Linked DNA regions of Mus musculus: regions 1, 2 and 4 are each linked to region 3. A link is a contact called in public promoter capture Hi-C data. All regions are on one chromosome and are shown on one strand. Each heading gives the region's core, a stretch centred on a gene start, on an enhancer-like site or on the middle of the called end of the contact. The rest is flanking DNA. Distances are from core to core; before and after follow the strand shown.

Region 1 (3,151 bases), core at 282-2,781, 860 kb after region 3:
CCACGCATGAGCCATTTGCCCAGAGCAGAAGCTCCGGGAGCCTGGTGCTGGGATGCTGCTTTCTAAGTCTGAAGCCTTCCATCCGGGAACAAACACCTTGACATAGTTACAATATACGAGGCAAGGCGGTGCATGTTTATAATCCCCGCACTTGTGAGGCCAGTTTGGTCACGTTGTTAATCTGTCTCACAAACAAATCCTTGAAAGAAGAGAAGGTTAAAAAAAAATAAATAATTAAACCCAATGACTTGATCATTGCCTAAGAATTATACAGATATAAATTTCAGATGGAAATGGATGTCTGTGACATTTATAAAAATCCTCATTTTTAACTTGCCCATGACTGTGTGTTAGTAACTCAGGGAAAAGGCAGGAGATTAAGAAAAGATTTTTGTTTTAATGAAATCAAATTCCCTCTTGCTTTTGAAGCTTCCATTCCTTCCTAGTCTCCGAAAGCACACTGCTAGGGATTGTTTAAAAGGTAATTCTCATAGAGGCTTTGTTTCTCTTGCCACTTGACTGACTGATCAGTACATTCATTCATTCAACAAACTATTAAATATTAGCATGTACTAAACCAATTGTTTTAGCAAACAAACATACAAAAGTCTCCCAGTCGTACCCCATGAAATCCATATTGAAAAAAGAAATTGACAGAAAACTAAAGTGAATTACAGACATATTATTCTGAAAAGAGAGAGTAGGAAACATGGCTGATTGTGTGTGTGTGTGTGTGTGTGTGTGTGTGTGTGTGGTCAAAGAGGAATCTTTGAAAAGGTGACATTAAACAAGTGCTAGAGTAAAAGTGAGAAAGTGACTCAAATGATGGGAAGTGCCTTTAGCAGAGGGAAGAGGGGGTATGTGGTCCTGGTGTGGGGCATGCAACATTCTATCCCAGAAGCAAGATGGGAGCCATGAAGGCTGAGCTGAGATAGAAGAAGGAACATCAAGGTGTAGAACCACAACTGTTCTGAGCCAGGGGCAAGAAGCAAGCCACCATTACTAACAGGTAGCTTCCTGTCTCCAGGATTCAGAGTTTGGCTGGAGAAATGTCTTCTTCCTTGCAGCTGCTATTGATGTAGTAGGCCTGCTCTTCTACCTCATCTTCAGCCGGGCAGAGGTACAGGACTGGGCTAAGGAACCGACATTCACCCATCTCTGAGCAACGTTAGTGATGAGTAAAAAAGACTTGCTTTTGTGCCCACTGGACAGCTAAAGCTCTCCTACTGGAAGAGGCTTCATTTCAGGATCATTTAAGAGACCCTGGCTGTGTGATACTAAAGGTATTTTTTTCCATGCCTGGAGATTTCACAAAGGAAAGAAAAGACTGGTTATTTAGAACTGTGTGCTCCTGAAATCACAGGTTCTACAAATCCTCTATACTTTCCCCTGTTGCCATGGGACTGGAGGAGAGTTTGCCCCGAAGTACAGCAGTGACGAGTTGGAACCACAGGAGAATGATACCACGAACTCTAAGCTGTCAGCAAAGAGAACCGACAGCCTGGAAAACAGGATGTTTGTGAGCCGGAAGTTCTGCAGCTGTAGCCAAGTGAGGAGGTTAAAGAATTACTGTGGCTCTTGGTGCGTGTAGGATGTCTAACTGAAAATAGTCAGGATGAAGAGCAATAAAAAAATTAATCCATCATGCAAAAAGCAATGAACTTTCTTCAACTAATACAAGAGGAGTAGTAGAATCTAGTCATTCCAGACAGCTTTCTGTATGTGGATCCTGGCTTTGGATCAAAACCACTTCTGCAATAAGAACACCAACCACCCAGGCACTCTCTGGAGTCCACTGTTCTATTCACATCTTTCTTCTTTCTGACCACTTTAGCCTGGGTCCCTCATCTGTATGTAGATTTGTGCAAATCCCTTATGTCTTAGTCTTAGGGAGTAGAATTGCCTTGTGTGTCTCTGATCTCCTCAGGTACTGCTTTGCAGCATCATGGATACCCTATGCCTGTTTCTCTGATGCTTACAATCGCAGCCATTGTTCACCAGGCCTCATTTGATGTAAAATGTCTCCTAAAAATGTATGTGAGACCCGTGCTTGCTTCACTTCATTTCCAATGTCTCTTTTCATTAAGAATCCACACAGGTGACACAGGAACAACAAAAGAGAAGAGAAATGCTCAAACACTAAATGAATATTAATGGATACATTAGTGTGTATGGAAACAGGTCAGACATCATAATCATGAACAGCTTGTAGTAGTTCATTATCACAGGGGGATATGTGACTTTACTAAAAGTATCACAAGGGAGTGCGTAGTGATAGCTGTGCAATATGTAATAAGGAGGGGCACATCTTACTAAAATAAGGAAGTGTCATGCTCTAATTTAAGGGTGGCCGCCATTACACAGCATCAATTGAGCTGGAATCTGAAGGTCACTTCATGTAGGAGCCTGGTGCTAGGGATGTTCTAGGAAGACCCTCTGGGAAAATCTGCAGCATATAGAAAGGTTTGGTGCAGGAGAGAAAAATCGGGTGAATAAGAACAGAGTGGGCTATGAGAGGTTCTAGAAGTATGGAGGTCAAGAACACACGTGGCGCTGTGGACCCAGTGAAGAAAGAGTGTTGGTCTTTACATTGAAATCAGTGGAGGTATTTTAATGGGAAGGGACATAATCAGGTTCTGATTTTCAGTGGTCACACTGCATAAGAAAGTTGGCTTGGGGGGTTCCAGTGCGATCCCAGGAGTGGTGGTCCATTGCATGGGTTGGGGGAGGTAGTAGGACATAACCTCACATTTCACTAGATTCTTATATAGCCCAGGACCATCTGCTTCTGGGTGGTCCTGACCACAATGGGCTGGATTCTCTTGCACCAGCTAAAAACACATTATAGGCTAATCTACTTTGATCAATGCTTTAATTGAGACTCCCTTTGCAGGTAGCTCTAAGCTGTGTCAAGCTGACAGGTAAAGCTAATAAAGTAAAGGGAAAAAGGAACCAATTTTGTAGAAACCCTGGTAATTTAGGTTGCAGTTTACCATGTCTGGATATCTCCTCTAAGCTCTGCACAAAATTGAGTACTCTCTTTACCAGCAGGGCTGCCTTTTCTCTGACCTTGTCTGGTGAGCCCAATTCCCCATACCCTCTCTGTGGGGATGGTCGTTTAGTCCTTGGAAGACCTAACAAGTTAAACTCT
Region 2 (3,182 bases), core at 83-2,582, 1.0 Mb after region 3:
ACTTCCTCACAAAACCAAGCCTCCAAGCACCTAGCATTCCTGTAAGGAACAGTCTTGGTGGGCTTGAATTAAAAAAACTCTATTGCAGCCGGGCGTGGTGGCGTTCGCCTTTAATTCCAGCACTGCAGAGGCAGGCGGATTTCTTAGTTCAAGGCCAGCCTGGTCTAGAGTGAGTTCAAGGACAGTCAGGGCTACACTGAGAAACCGGTCTCGGGCCCCCCCCCCCCCCCTAAAAAAACAAAACAAAAAAAACTCTATTGCATGTGAACCCTTGCTGCAGCCCACTCTTACTGATCAAGCACCTGAGTTCTCATCCTCATTGGCAAAATAGGACCTTATCTGGTTGAGGCACCCAGGCCATTGCACTACCATACCATAGAGAGCTTATCCACCACACCTGGAGAGGGTAGCGCCTCCCAGGGCTAACAAGGCTGTTTTCCCAGAATCTCAGGGAAATAAAACTAGAAACTAGACTGACCCAAATTGTCAGTTTACTGGGGGAAATTAATAATGCCTAAATCCCACCAGGCTTGTACCCAAATGCAGTTGTTATAGTGTGAAACAAGTGTCAGGCTCTTTGAGTTATGTTGGTGGCTCTGAAAAGAGCCGTTGGGTTATTTATAGAAGAAGCCTCCAACTGTTCACTTTTTCTTGGGCGCTGCCTTCTTGGGCTTAGCTGGGGTCTTTGGCTTTGTCACTTTCGCCTTGGAAGCCTTAGGCTTCACTGCCTTCGCCTTGGCAGGGCTTTTGGCTACCTTCTTGGCCTTCACCACCTTCGGCTTCTTGGGGCTCTTGGAAGTCTTCTTGGAAACTGCAGGCTTCTTGGGCTTCTTCGGAGTCTTGACAGTCTTCTTAGCTGCAGCCCCAGCAGTCTTCTTAGGTTTCTTAGCAGCCCCGGATGCTTTCGCCTTCACTGACACCTTGGTGGTGATGGCCTTGGACTCAGCCTTCTTGTTCAGCTTAAAAGAGCCAGCAGCGCCGGTGCCCTTGGTCTGCACCAGTGTGCCTTTATTCACCAGGCTTTTCAGCCCCAGTTTGATGCGGCTGTTGTTCTTCTCCACATCGTATCCCGCCGCAGCCAGCGACTTCTTGAGCGCGGCCAAGGACACGCCACTGCGCTCTTTGGAAGAAGAAACTGCCTGCACGATGAGCTCCGACACCGAAGGTCCCGCGGGCTTCTTCCGAGGAGCGGCAGCTTTTGCCGGCTTCTTGGTCTTCTTTGCAGCAGCAGGTTTCTCCGTGGCAGTAGAAGCAGCCTGAGCGACTGGCGCCGTCTCCGACATGGTTGCTGATGAATAAACAACAGCTATACCCAAGACGAAGAAAAGAAGTAGAAAGACAAGGCCCCTGCACGGAGTATTTATAGAGCAGTGCTGTGCTGTGATTGGTGAATGCTAACGCCCGCCCCCTGGACCCTAAGGCCCCGCCTCCCGTGCGCCTGTCTGCCTGCAAGATTTCAGAAACTAACTCCTTTGCGATTCCACCGACCTAGCTTCGTGTTTTTGCAGGTAGAGGAGGCGGCCTCAAAACTTCTCCGGCTGGCTGCTTGAGGTGGAATTTCAACCACAGCAGATTCTCCTTGTACTCTCCTGTTTTATCATCAGAAAGTGGTAGATGCCTATCAAAAAGGAGCTCAACTAGTGAAAGGTGGCTGTAAATTAGTCAATTAAAACCCAGAAAGCCAGCTTGTGGGCCTTCTCTGCGGGTTTCAGTATTGATTCTTGGCAGTAATGGGAGCAATGTATCGTTACTTTATATTTTAGTTATGCAAGAGGCTTAGTGTTCTTTTAAGGAGTGTCAGCTTGCGACAGTGATTTCATATTGTGAGCCAGTAGTGGCTCAAATAAAAAGAGAAAAGGCAGGACACGACTTTTCCCAGGATATGCAAGTACACAATAGCTCTGGGAAAGTCTTGCCCATTTTTTTTTTTAAAGAATTTAAAAGTGCAATCCTAACATGGTATGACGATTTCTATAGTTTATAGTTAAAAAATTGTTTTCGAACGTATCAGTGATATCTGGCCAAAAATGCGTGAAAGTATTTTGAAAATTCAAGCTCCAAATGCAAGAACTCAAAGCATCCATACAAGTACAGCCATTTAATGAAGAAATGCTCAGAATAACCCGAGTCAGACGTCTGTACTTTTACTCCCATGTTTCTCTCCATTTCTTTACAGTGTGGGTTGCAACAAAATGGAGACTTTCCACGCAAATGAAGAGTTCTAAATCTGCTGTTTTAGTGGCTATTTACGAAAGGCAGTAAACCAATCAAAAGGTAGAATCTGGCCTACTCTCCTTCAATGTAGAAGTCACATTGTTACATTTCAATAATGAAGATAACAAGATTGTTCTCTATTCTTCAATGCCACTAAGTCCAAGCTGCAATGTGTTTGGAAGCAGATGTGCTGTAGAAGATAACAGTCACTGGAATTTTATTCCATTTACTTTAAAACACACACATACAAAAATAAGTACCGCGGCAGACTACCTTAGCCTCAACTGCAGTTCTTAAACATAAACCAATCAGAGTCTTAAACGTCACAGATAACCAGTATTTTCATCCAATCACTATCCTTTGCATACTATAAATAGTAGTTCTGAACTCACCATCTCCAAGTGCTCACCAGCTTGCTTTCTAGTTTTTGCTATGGCTCGTACTAAGCAGACCGCTCGCAAGTCCACCGGCGGCAAGGCCCCGCGCAAGCAGCTAGCCACCAAAGCCGCCCGCAAGAGCGCCCCGGCCACCGGCGGCGTGAAGAAGCCTCACCGCTACCGTCCCGGCACCGTGGCGCTGCGCGAGATCCGGCGCTACCAGAAGTCGACCGAGCTGCTGATCCGCAAGCTGCCGTTCCAGCGCCTGGTGCGCGAGATCGCGCAGGACTTCAAGACCGACCTGCGCTTCCAGAGCTCGGCCGTCATGGCTCTGCAGGAGGCCTGTGAGGCCTACCTTGTGGGTCTGTTTGAGGACACCAACCTGTGCGCCATCCACGCCAAGCGTGTCACCATCATGCCCAAGGACATCCAACTGGCCCGCCGCATCCGCGGGGAGAGGGCGTAATTGTACAGTTCCGTACAGTTCTACGGAATTAACCAAAGGCTCTTTTCAGAGCCACACACGATTTCAAGTAAAATGGCTGTAATTTACTCCATCCTTAAACGAACCTATATATTCCCTAGTGTCTA
Region 3 (3,001 bases), core at 488-2,987:
TAGCCTCTCCCTCTCTCCCCCTCCCCTCCCCCCGTTCCCTCATTTTGGAATAGGGTCTCCCTACATAGCTCAGGATGACTTCAAACTCAAGATCCTCCTGCCTCAACTTCCCTAGTGTTTGGATTACAGGTGTGAGCTATCATACCCAGCTTCAAATTGCATTTCTTAGGAAAAGAAAATTCTTTTAAAACTTTGAGTAACAGCCTCAGTGTGGTGTTGGTGCACACCTATAATCCCAGCACTCGGGATGCAGAAGCAAGCAGATCTCTATGAGTTCGAGGCCAGCCTGTTCTACAGAGTGAGTTCTTGGACAGTCCAGGCTACACAGAGAAACCCTGTTTGAGAAGCAAGCAAGCAAACAAAATAATCCACAAAAATTTGAGTAGGAAGAATCTTAACTTTCCCACCAAGAACTTTCTTCCTCATCCAGACCTGAAGTCCAGGTCTCACTAGAGAGCATGAGAGAGCAAAGGAGAAGTCGCCAGTATTCTGAGGGCAGAACACATATGCAGTTCCTCTGGAACTTGCCAGGGGACTTGAGGCTGAGAGGTGATAGTGTGGTAACTGGCTGGACCATAGAATACAGGTTCTCTGTGGAAATGGATAGAATATTTTCCCATTGAGCAGGATTTAGTGCTGGCTAACATGCAACATTTTGTATGTGTACAAATGCTTGGCCTGCATGTATGGGACCTGCTGCCCCCCTTCCCCCCACTGCCATACCTTCCCGACTCTGAGGACTGTACGCTTAAATTGTGAGCCCCGACAAACCCTTCCTTAAGTTGCACTGGTCAGGTATTTGTTACAGCAACAAGTAAGGTGACAAATACATTGACTTTTCTCAGCCTCTAGGCCATCGCGGTTCCCTTGGCCCTAGTTCTGTTTCCTTCTAAATTGTTATTGACTGATAAAGCAGGTTCTGGTGTTAGCAACCCTACTGCATTCTGTCTATGTAACCTGGCTGGCTTTAAACTTATATTTATATAGCCAGCCAGGAAGTCCTTTATAGAGGTTTCCTGTATTGCAGCCCTCCCTCCTTTGTTTAGATTTACTGAGGTATAGTTTAGGTTTTTCAAAGTTGCCTGTGTGATGCATATTCATCTTGGTGTCCATGAAGGGCATCAGATCTCCTGGAACAAGGGCTATGGATGGTTGTAAGCCACCATGTGGGTGCTTGGAACCAAACCCAGGTTTGTCCCGTGCAAGAACAAATGCTCTCAACCAAGGAGCCATCTTGCCAGTTAATTGAGGTCTAGTTCAAATACAGTAAAAGTCATCTGTCTTAAGTATAGAGTTAAAATTCCTCAGCTTCAACTTTTTTTGTTAGCTTGAAGCGGGCCCTTGCTATTTCTAGTGACTGTCACAGTGTGACTTTTGAGTCATCACGTTTCGTCTGTTTATTTGCTTCCTTTAGTGTGTGCGCATCTAGGTATGCATGCTTGCATGTATGTATATTAAAAACTAAACACACAAAATACCTTGGAAAAAATATATGTATATTCTCGTGTTTGCCGCTAGTGAGAGTCTCTTTTGTCCTCGCCGGCAGACACTTGGAGCCGGAAGCGGAGGGTCAGACGGCAAGGTCAGAGGGCACACACTCCTAAGGCAAGAGGAACCTCGGTGACCTCTTCCAGAGACTGCACGCACCTTGGCTGGGTGCGCAGGCGCACGGAAGCCACGGGCGCGGTGGGCGGCGGCGAGAGGCGATTGGCTGAATGCCGAGGCTCCGCCTTTCGGCGCGTCAGCTACCGGGTCGGCGGGTTAGTCTGCAGGTTCGGGTCGTTCTGGCGTCGTTGAATCCGGTGTGGTGCCAGGGCCTTGTGCGGCTCTCACGCTCGCCGGGAACTGAGCATTGCTGTCTGTGAGTCCGAGGGCGCGGGAGACCGAGGGCGGGGCGAGTGCAACTCCGGCCGCGGGATCGCCGGGCTGGCCCGAATGCCCGGCCTGCTTCTCAGCCACGGGGAGCCGGCCTGGGAGGCGACGATTTGAAGGGACCCGAGTCTGGGGACTTGAAAGGGACCCGAGTCTCGGCCCGACTGCAAGGCAAAGCTGGGCGAGCTGAGACGAGGGGCTGCGCCATTGGTGAGGTCGGTTTTGGCGCGCTCTGGTGTTCGCTCTTCCTATTGGCTGGCGCGCGCCGCGTTGGGCGGGGCCGGCGCGCCCGGGGAAGTTTGCTGCCTCGGAGTCCGGGCTGATTGCACGGCTAGGGGTTGAACTGGGTGTAGATCCCTCCCGCCTGCTCACCAACTGCAGCAAACGCTACTCCTGGGACAAGGGCATTGAGTCCTGCGTCTGCTCTCCCAGTGGTGCCGCTGTAGGTGATAGTAGGTTCTCCGACACTGTCTCTGTGCTCACGACTCACTAATGATAGCGGGATCTTGGCCCACTGCCTTCGTTATCCAAGTCTGGGCCTGGTGTCAGTGCTCAGTCTCCTGCACCCAGGAGGTTGAGGCAGGAGGTACAGGAGTTCAAGGTCAGCTTTGCCCACTTAGCCATTTAAAAAGAAAAGAGAAATACATCAAAGCCCCTGCGAATAGGTTTCCGATCGGGTTTTTTGTTTGTTTGTTTGTTTGTTTGTTTGTTTTTCCGAGACAGAGGGTTTCTCTGTGTAGCCCTGGCCTGGAACTCACTCTGTAAACCAGGCTGGCCTTGAACTCATGAATCCGCCTGCCTCTGCCTCCCAAGTGCTAGGATTAAAGGCGTGTGCCACCGCTGCCCAATTTTTGTTTTGTTTTGTTTTGTTTTGTTTTTGGCGATCGGGTTTTATTAACTTGAAATAGAATAGGAAATAACAGAACACCACTCTGGCTGGGCTATAAGTTGTTTATATTTGCATACATGGGTGAGTGCCAGGGCACAATGTAAATTTTTAATTACATGTAAGTAAGAGGTGGGGGGTACAGTTTACCGTTCCCCCTAGCCTCCTTTTAAATTCAGCTTGGTCTTGTGTTTGCTACGTAGCTGACTATAACCTTGAATTCTGGTTCTCTGCCCAGCTGCT
Region 4 (2,860 bases), core at 322-2,821, 850 kb after region 3:
ATTATAAGCACTTCTTAGAGTGTTCATTTTTCTTTTAAATAAGCTAAGGTATTGAGGCCCACTTGATTTCCTAATGAATAATTTTTAGATTCTTCTGGTTGCCTTGGTAGAAGCACTGTCTACTCCACAGCCAGCAACCCTCCCTTCATGCCAGCTCTGCTATTTTGAATTCCCCACAAAACACTTGAGAAGGTAATATATCAGCCACAGCTGCCAGCTGCTCAGACATAGCCCTGACATTTCCCAGACTGTGTCAGAAGCCTCCCACTAGCCAGAGACTGCTGACCACAAAGAGATCTATGGTTGGCGCCTACAATGCTCCATTTGCAGAGGCCCCTCTGGAGGATGCAAGTGTGGTTCATTTGGAAGAAGCAATGTTTGGAGGACAGGGCAGACTCCTTGCTGTACCTTGTTCTGGCTACATTAACAGGTTGTTTGGTTCACTTTGTCACTCTGGTGAGAGACAACATCCTGATGTAGCAGCATGAGCCTGAGGCCTAAGATAGAACTCTCAGGTGATCTATTCTCACCTGTGCTTGATCTTTATCATTTTAGAGCAGGATGAGTTGGTAACAGGAAGGAAGGGTGAGGGGACAGAGGATTTAAGGGTGACAGTTGCAACCGTGGATCAATCAGCAGCACTGGTCACAGCGGAGGCAGCAAAGGTAGCAGCGATGGTAGGGCAGAGATCACGAAAGCCAGGAAGAGCTGAAGACAGGAAAATGAGGTCATTGGAAGAGTTCCAGAGACCTACCAAAAGGGTCTCAGATACCACGGGTCCATTAGCTGCAAAAGAGTCTGTCAACAGCTCAGAATCCTAAACAGCGCAACATCTATCATCGTAGGTCCCAAGATTGGATGCTTGTACGAGAGCTGCAGCCCCGGATGTCGCTGGCTCTGTTGTGTGCACCACTGCTGGAAGCTGAGGACCAAGTGCTGAGACCACTAGATTAATCCTAGAGCAGTAAGCCTCTGGCCTGAGAATATGTTAAGCTCTAAGTGTCTGGCTTCTATAAGGTCAGTAGGCCTATAGCTGCTCTCTGTGTAAAATTAGTTCTATTAAACATGGATATGGTGGAAAACAGCCACTTAAGAGACAAGATGTAACCCTATCTATGAAGATTATTGTACTCCTGAGATCATAGATGATGAAGATGCCATTAATGAGCTGCTCAGAGGGTTGACCTGATAGCTTGGCAGGGAAAGATAAGTGTCATTGTGCTCAATAGCTTGAATTGTGACCTTGAGATCAACATGGTGGAAGGGAAAAACCCAGTCTTGAAAGCTGTCCTTTGACCTCAATAAGTGAAAACTTACCCACACACACTCTAACACATAAATAATCACATATAATGTAAAAGTTAAAAATGAGGCAAGCAAGAGTAGTAGCAGGACCCACAGAGAATCTGGGAAGATGTATGTGACTTCACATGAACTTCAAGTATGAGGAAGATAGAGTGAACATGGTCAGGTCATCAATTAAATAATAAAACAAAGTTAAAAATTAAATGGTTGAGCCAATAAAAGCCTCCATTTGGTAAGATAAAAGCTAAAGGCCCTGAGTAATAATTCACTCCTCTGGGTTAGACAGCTGCAGAAAGCTGAGAAACCGATAGGATCCCAGCCAAGAGCCGGCTCTCCGCCTTCCTCAGGTTTGCTTTCCAGTTCTTGCTCTGGTTCTGACGGTGTGGGAACGGACCTTTTCCTGTTGAGATTATAGGTGGTGTGCAGGACTGGGTTTCTTTTGGGAGATGGTTGTGAAAAGTGAGACAGGAGGCTGCTTTTTCCTAAAACAAACGAGGTCTATAGGAACTCCAGAAGGAGAGGGAGGGAGGAAGACAGACATGGAAGAGGGAGACAAAAGCCAGCGGTGGGTGGGTGGGGACAGGAAAGGTAGGAAACAGGGAGAAAGGGAGAGAGAATACTGTCTGAAGCAACTAGAAGGGAACACCAATCGTAAGGTCAGGTCTTGCATTTCTTAGGGTTACTGACGCTGGAAAATTGCACAAAGCACTCATGCATTTAACTTGTTTTTGTGAGATACACTAGTTTGTAGAAACAGCACTAACCAAACAGACTGAGGCAAAAAAACCAAACCAAACCAAACCAAAACACCCTGTTGTTTTAAAGAATATTTTTAATAGGCTTCAAAGGTCAAATTAACAAAAAAACCAGAGTAAACAGAATTTTCATGGGAGAATGGGGGACTGAAGCAAATAAAACCCCCTATGGCTTTATGCAGTGGTCCAGAGTGCTCTTTTCTTTTGCTGTCATGTTCCTGGGAGAGGACTTCCCTCTCAGCTCAGAGACAGCCACGGTATACCAACAGACTGGGTGGTTAGAATAGGCAGATCGTATGTTCTCACTGTCAGCCCCTTAGTTGTTATCATCTGTACTCTTCTGCTTCCTTCCTAACTAGGCCATTCTTGTTTTTCTTTCTTATCATATTGTACTCTGTGACTCACTGGAGCATGTGTCCTGCATGCTGTCTGTGGTCATGTCTTTTGCCCTTCAGCAGCCTTGTCCAACCCTCTTCCTCTAACTGACAAACTCCAGAGATTAAGGTCTTCTGTTTAAGTAGACGCAGAGCCACTCATGCGAGCAAACCTCCAGTCATGCTGGAGAAAGCCACGGAAGCAAGCCTTCCATTTATTGCACATATGTTTACTGGGTCAGTGAATGAGCCAGAGGCTGGTGAACTCTGAGGCATTGCGTCACTGCAAGGGTCTGGAAAGCTAGAAAGGAAAAAGCTGGCCTGAATCCTGTCTTCAGTTCCATGAGTGAGAGACTCTTCTGTCCAACCAGTCTCCCTAAGGTGTGAACAAGAGTCAGCAGATGGTTTTAGGTTTCCAAGCACAAT

The links. Promoter capture Hi-C pulls out the DNA fragments that hold promoters and counts their contacts.
Region 1: a contact with region 3 is called in a promoter capture Hi-C map of pre-B cells, with 4 times the contacts expected there. The contact joins the enhancer-like site here to the promoter of Gmnn in region 3. A contact is called at or near these places in 5 of 39 promoter capture datasets (cranial neural crest, hippocampal neurons, liver and 2 more) and 2 of 115 datasets of contacts at active chromatin or transcription factors (bone marrow-derived macrophages and large pre-B cells).
Region 2: a promoter capture Hi-C map of pre-B cells shows a contact between it and region 3, with 5 times the contacts expected there. The contact joins the promoter of H1f1 here to the promoter of Gmnn in region 3. A contact is called at or near these places in 12 of 39 promoter capture datasets (3T3-L1-derived adipocytes, the HPC-7 cell line, cranial neural crest and 9 more), 1 of 484 Hi-C or Micro-C datasets (embryonic stem cells), 12 of 115 datasets of contacts at active chromatin or transcription factors (T-cell acute lymphoblastic leukemia, astrocytes, bone marrow-derived macrophages and 6 more) and 3 of 9 other capture datasets (adipose tissue, macrophages and pancreatic islet).
Region 4: a promoter capture Hi-C map of pre-B cells shows a contact between it and region 3, with 3 times the contacts expected there. The contact joins the promoter of Slc17a4 here to the promoter of Gmnn in region 3. A contact is called at or near these places in 5 of 39 promoter capture datasets (cranial neural crest, frontonasal cranial neural crest, hippocampal neurons and 2 more) and 2 of 115 datasets of contacts at active chromatin or transcription factors (large pre-B cells and pancreatic cancer cells).

The regions. Positions count from the first base shown.
Region 1 is chr13:23,896,786-23,899,936 of GRCm38.p6, reverse strand. It overlaps Slc17a4 (solute carrier family 17 (sodium phosphate), member 4), which reads left to right. Exons shown (of 12, transcript NM_177016.3): 12 at 1,028-2,048. The coding sequence ends at 1,162. Among named protein-coding and RNA genes, the nearest start is that of Slc17a4, 17 kb to the left of the region's middle. Within about 2 kb of position 1,531, at least 30 of the 459 cell types and tissues checked have an H3K27ac peak or open chromatin away from gene starts, as enhancers often do. A contact at or near this core is called in pre-B cells, where this site is marked.
Region 2 is chr13:23,761,818-23,764,999 of GRCm38.p6, reverse strand. It overlaps H1f1 (H1.1 linker histone, cluster member), which reads right to left and starts at 1,332. Exons shown (of 1, transcript NM_030609.3): 1 at 588-1,332. The coding sequence starts at 1,283. The coding sequence ends at 642. It overlaps H3c1 (H3 clustered histone 1), which reads left to right and starts at 2,614. Exons shown (of 1, transcript NM_013550.5): 1 at 2,614-3,115. The coding sequence starts at 2,647. The coding sequence ends at 3,057.
Region 3 is chr13:24,760,673-24,763,673 of GRCm38.p6, reverse strand. It overlaps Gmnn (geminin), which reads left to right and starts at 1,737. Exons shown (of 7, transcript NM_020567.2): 1 at 1,737-1,861.
Region 4 is chr13:23,913,718-23,916,577 of GRCm38.p6, reverse strand. Slc17a4 (solute carrier family 17 (sodium phosphate), member 4) reads left to right here and starts at 1,571. Exons shown (of 12, transcript NM_177016.3): 1 at 1,571-1,652.